2 separate regions of the Macaca fascicularis genome follow, and region 2 is linked to region 1. Evidence: chromatin contacts called from public Hi-C data. All regions are on one chromosome and are shown on one strand. The core of a region is the stretch at or near the end of the contact, and the rest is flanking DNA. Distances in the headings are between cores, read along the strand shown.

The links. A called contact is a pair of places that touch in the nucleus more often than the background predicts.
Region 2: a contact with region 1 is called in a Hi-C map of liver, with 2.8 times the contacts expected there. The contact joins the enhancer-like site here to the promoter of CEBPB in region 1. A contact is called at or near these places in 2 of 2 Hi-C or Micro-C datasets (liver and skeletal muscle).

What each region holds. Positions count from the first base shown.
Region 1 is chr10:106,283,207-106,285,906 of T2T-MFA8v1.1, forward strand. It overlaps CEBPB (CCAAT enhancer binding protein beta), which reads left to right and starts at 1,334. Exons shown (of 1, transcript XM_015429963.3): 1 at 1,334-2,700. The coding sequence starts at 1,535. The coding sequence ends at 2,569. It overlaps LOC141407938 (a long non-coding RNA gene), which reads right to left and starts at 162. Exons shown (of 4, transcript XR_012419543.1): 1 at 1-162.
Region 2 is chr10:106,497,182-106,499,881 of T2T-MFA8v1.1, forward strand. No RefSeq gene overlaps it. Among named protein-coding and RNA genes, the nearest start is that of PTPN1, 110 kb to the right of the region's middle. Within about 2 kb of position 1,265, at least 1 of the 6 cell types and tissues checked has an H3K27ac peak or open chromatin away from gene starts, as enhancers often do. A contact at or near this core is called in liver, where this site is marked.

The sequences.
Region 1 (2,700 bases), core at 84-2,583:
TGTTCAAGTCCAGGCAGGCCGTTGTCACTTTCCCATCTGTGAAACGGCAGCAGCAAAAGCATCTTCCTGGTGGGGTGAAAAAGAACCTCGGGGTCCAGGCCCACCCTGAGCACAGGGCAGGGACTTGGTAAAAACTTCTCTTTCTCTTTCCTTCTCTGTTTCCTGCATGCCACCCCCCTCCCGTGAGGCCTGGCTTAAGCCCCTCCCCAGCAGCTTCAGAAACAGAAGCTTTTTGGCCTCTGGGGCTGGCAATAGGTCTTAGGGCCCAGATGAGGGCATTTCGTTTGGGATGAATGGGGGACATGCGGCCATGTGACCTTGGTATGCCATGCCATGCTCCCTCTGGGCCTCCACTGGCACAATCCATGGGGGTCCCTTTCTCTCTGATGTGCAGCCCACAACGTAAGCCTTAGGTTTGGGAGTCTGGTGGGAGCAATGCCACCACCGCTGACAGTAGCGACACCCTTCATGGACTGCAGCTGGGAGAAGTGACTCATCCAAGGTCACACAGTGTGGCAGGGCCCAGCACCCCTCCGCCCCTGCACCATCCCAGGGCCCAGGTCGGATGGCGCGGCGCGGGGCAAGAGAAGACCCGGGTGTGTACAAGCCGCAAGCAGGCGGCAGGTGCGGTGGGCGGGGCTAGGGGCGGGACACCGTGGACCAGGGTCCAGCCCCCAGCGCAGCGCGATCCTGCTCCGTCCCCCCGACCCCCGGGGTCCTCATATTGGCGGTGGCTTAAGAGGGGAATCGTCACAGGCGTGGAGTCTACTCCTTTCTAGAGCCGGGGACCTGGGGAAGAGGTGGGAGTTTAGGGGGAAGGGCTACGGAGATGGGTCGCTTCTCCTGGAGCTAGAGTTGCGGGCTGGGGTCTCCAGGGTTCCGCCCGGGGAGCGGCCCCTGGTCCGCCGTCGGGGCTCTGCTCGGTCCTCCTGAAACCTCCGCCTCCTCCAGCAGGGGGCGGGCCGGGGCCGCATCTCCGGGGGAAGGCGATCAGGTCGCCCCCTCCTCCGATTCCCCCGCCTTCCAGGACAGCCTCCAGCCCAGAGGGGCGGTCTGGGGGCGGGGTCGCACCGCCCCCTCTCGCTCCCAATCCCGGGGCGGCCGGGCGGGGGTGGGCAGGGGGCGTGAGGTCGCCCCCTGCGGCCCGGGGACCCCCCCCGAAAACGCGCTCCGGGTGCCCGGTCCTCCGCTGCGCCCTGCCGCCGTCCTCCTGGGGGTCTCGGGCGGCCGCGGCCGTGTCCTTCGCGTCCCGGCGGCGCGGCGGGAGGGGCCGGTGTGACGCAGCGGTTGCTACGGGCCGCCCTTATAAATAACCGGGCTCAGGAGAAACTTTAGCGAGTCAGAGCCGCGCACGGGACTGGGAAGGGGACCCACCCGAGGGTTCAGCCACCAGCCCCCGCACTAATAGCGGCCACCCCGGCAGCGGCGGCAGCAGCAGCGACGCAGCGGCGACAGCTCAGAGCAGGGAGGCCGCGCCACCTGCGGGCCGGCCGGAGCGGGCAGCCCCAGGCCCCCTCCCCGGGCACCCGCGTTCATGCAACGCCTGGTGGCCTGGGACCCAGCATGTCTCCCCCTGCCGCCGCCGCCTGCCTTTAAATCCATGGAAGTGGCCAACTTCTACTACGAGGCGGACTGCTTGGCTGCTGCGTACGGCGGCAAGGCGGCCCCCGCGGCGCCCCCCGCGGCCAGACCCGGGCCGCGCCCCCCAGCCGGCGAGCTGGGCAGCATCGGCGACCACGAGCGCGCCATCGACTTCAGCCCGTACCTGGAGCCGCTGGGCGCGCCGCAGGCCCCGGCGCCCGCCACGGCCACGGACACCTTCGAGGCGGCTCCGCCCGCGCCCGCCCCCGCGCCCGCCTCCTCCGGGCAGCACCACGACTTCCTCTCCGACCTCTTCTCCGACGACTACGGGGGCAAGAACTGCAAGAAGCCGGCCGAGTACGGCTACGTGAGCCTGGGGCGCCTGGGGGCCGCCAAGGGCGCGCTGCACCCCGGCTGCTTCGCGCCCCTGCACCCGCCACCCCCGCCGCCGCCGCCGCCCGCCGAGCTCAAGGCGGAGCCGGGCTTCGAGCCCGCGGACTGCAAGCGGAAGGAGGAGGCCGGGGCGCCGGGCGGCGGCGCAGGCATGGCGGCGGGCTTCCCGTACGCGCTGCGCGCTTACCTCGGCTACCAGGCGGTGCCGAGCGGCAGCAGCGGGAGCCTCTCCACGTCCTCGTCGTCCAGCCCGCCCGGCACGCCGAGCCCCGCCGACGCCAAGGCGCCCCCGGCCGCCTGCTACGCGGGGGCCGCGCCGCCGCCCTCGCAGGTCAAGAGCAAGGCCAAGAAGACAGTGGACAAGCACAGCGACGAGTACAAGATCCGGCGCGAGCGCAACAACATCGCCGTGCGCAAGAGCCGCGACAAGGCCAAGATGCGCAACCTGGAGACGCAGCACAAGGTCCTGGAGCTCACGGCCGAGAACGAGCGGCTGCAGAAGAAGGTGGAGCAGCTGTCGCGCGAGCTCAGCACCCTGCGGAACTTGTTCAAGCAGCTGCCCGAGCCCCTGCTCGCCTCCTCCGGCCACTGCTAGCGCGGCCCCCGCGCGCGTCCCCCTGCCGGCCGGGGCCGAGACTCCGGGAAGCGCCCGCGCCCGCGCCCCCGCCTCCGCCCCCGGCGGCGCCGGCAAAACTTTGGCACTGGGGCACTTGGCAGCGCGGGGAG
Region 2 (2,700 bases), core at 15-2,514, 210 kb after region 1:
GTGGGGAATGGGAGGACTAGGTGCAGCCCCCTCCCCCACGGCCCTGCTTGGGAAAGGTCAGAGATGTTTATAAACAGCATGGGGTGACATGACATAATTTCGCATAAAGGGTTACCAGGCAGGGCATGAACACAGGCGGCCTCCCCTGATGTTTCCGTGCCGCGGTCTCCTGGCGTCAAGAAAGCGGGATGCTGCTAGCACTGTGGTCTCCCCGCAGCCTTCAGAGCCATGGCCCAGCCCACCGGAGCCAGGCTTAAAAATAACGCTCCCAGCACAGTCTCCTGGGGGACAGCCAGCATGGGGGCTGGACAGGGAAGGAACGAGCTCTGCTGGAGCGCCCACTGGATGCCAGGCACGTCAGAGGCATGAGCTCATGGAGCCGCACACGGGCCTTGGGAGGGAGGGACTGTCATCCAGATGGGGAAACTGAGGCTCGGGGAGTGGTGCCACTGGCTCAATGTTTCCCAGTAAGCGGCAATGCTGCCATGCCAATCCATGAGATGAGTGACAAGAAGGCAGGCTCTGTGTCATGCTGCTGTTCCTGAGTCCCTGGAACAGCGTTTGGCCTTAGCAAGCCTCAGGAGGCAGCTCCCATGGAACTTGTCCAGGATCGAAACCCGCTCTCCCACCACATCTTGTCTCCAGCAAGGGCAGCCCCATCCTTCCAGATGCTCAGGGCGGATACCAAGGCATCATCCCCAACTCCTGTCTTTCCCTCACCCCACACCCCGTGCTTGCTGCTCCATCTAGACGCAGCCACCCCTCCCTGCCCTGGCCCAGCCCCACCTCCCTCACCTGGCCCCTGCGGGAGCCTCCTTCCTGGTCTCCTGCTTCCACCCTCATCCTAACAGTCTTGCCTCCATCAGTGTCCAAGGTAACACACTAGACTCATATTGTCTGTCACCTGAACGTATTAGGATGGAACAGTGAACAGAACGCACATGTCCCCATCAGCGTGGAGCGGACATTATGGAATGGGGGAGGAAGGGGTATCAGCCTTCATAGGTAAATTAAATAGATCATATTTCCAATGGCAGTGAGTGCTAAGGAGAAAAATAAGCTAGGGAAGGAGGAGGGGAGCATCAGAGGAACAAATCTAAATAGGGGGCAGGGGGCAGGGCAGGAAAGGTCTCACTGAGCAAATATTTGAGTACAGCTTGAAAGAGATGAGGGATTGGGCAATGGGGATTTCCAGACAAAGGGCATTCCTGATAGAGGAAACAACAGGTGCAAAGGCCTGAGGCTGGACCATGCCTGGCATGAGCGAGGATGGCAGAGAAGAGGCCAGTGTGGCTGCAACAGAATGAGTGAGGGGCAGCATGGCAGGAAGTGAGCTCAGAGAGGTAAAGGGCAGCGCCCATAGAACCTTGCACGTCGAAGGAAGGACTTAGCTTTCCTCTGGGGTAGGTGAGAGCCATGGAGGGCTCTGAACAGAAGAGGGCACAGTCTGACTTCGTTTCTGAAAGAATCCCTCCAACTGGGTGTAGAGGATGGGCTGTCAGGAGCCAGGGGAAGGGGACAATCAGGGTGCCTGCACTGGCTCAAGCAGAAGAGAATGGTGAACAGGCCCAAGGGGTGGCTGTGGAGGTGGAGGCAGGGAGAACAGATCTCGGATTCCAGATCTGTTCTAAGGTGGAGCTGACAGGGCATGCTGCTGGACTAGATGCGATCAATAGAAATCAAGAAGCCAAGGATGTTTGTGTTTCTGTTAACACAGGAACAGAAAACCAAACACCGCATGTTCTCACTTATAAGTGGGAGCTGAATGATGAGAACACATGGACACAGGGACGGGAACAACACTGGGGCCTGTTGTGGGGGTGGGGAGGGAGAGCATCATGATAAATAGCGAATGCTTGCCGGGCTTAATACATAGGGGATGGGTTGATAGGTGCAGCAAACCACGATGGCACACATTTACCTATGTGACAAACCTGCATGACCTGCATATGTACCCCGGAACTTAAAATAAAATCTAAAAATAAAAGCCAAGGATGGCTCCAAGTTTCCAGATAGAGCAGCCAGAAGGATGGAGCTTCTGGCTTACAGAGATGCCCAAACACCATGCTGGGCTCTGGGAAGGATGGGAGTGAGGCGGCCCTTCCCCGGGGGGCACACAGGTCCTGTGTGAGGGTCATCCCAAATACAGTGGGCCTTGCTTTATGAAATTCCCTGCTGATTCACATCAGGATTCTTCTCCAGCTCCTCCTTCCCATCCCTGTCCCTGAGTCCCTTGTAAATTGTGCAGGAGCCACCAGGTCCCTCCTCCCCTGCAATTCCGGAAGAGCAACAAATGCTCCTATAGCCCCTATCATGTGCCTGGCAGGATCCTAGCCCTTTACTTAAACTTTGTGAACCCATCTGATCATCACAGCAATTCCAGGAGCTGGGACTCTTATTACACTTATTTCATAAATGGAGAAAAAAGGTCCAGAGAGGTTAAGTCACCTGTCCAGGATCACACAGCTAGCAAGTGGTAGAGCAGGATACGATCCCAGGCAGTCAGGCCTAGGCCTCATGCTCTTAACCACTACACTTACTATCTTATGTTTGACCATGAGGAGTCAAACTGGGTTTGAGAGATTGGGTGAGGGGAGAGGGCTTCAGCCACTGCTTCCACATAATAGAAACAGTTGCTGTTTTCTGAGTACCTCTCCTGTGCCTATTTCTATACCCAGGCTTCCTCTATTCTCCATATCA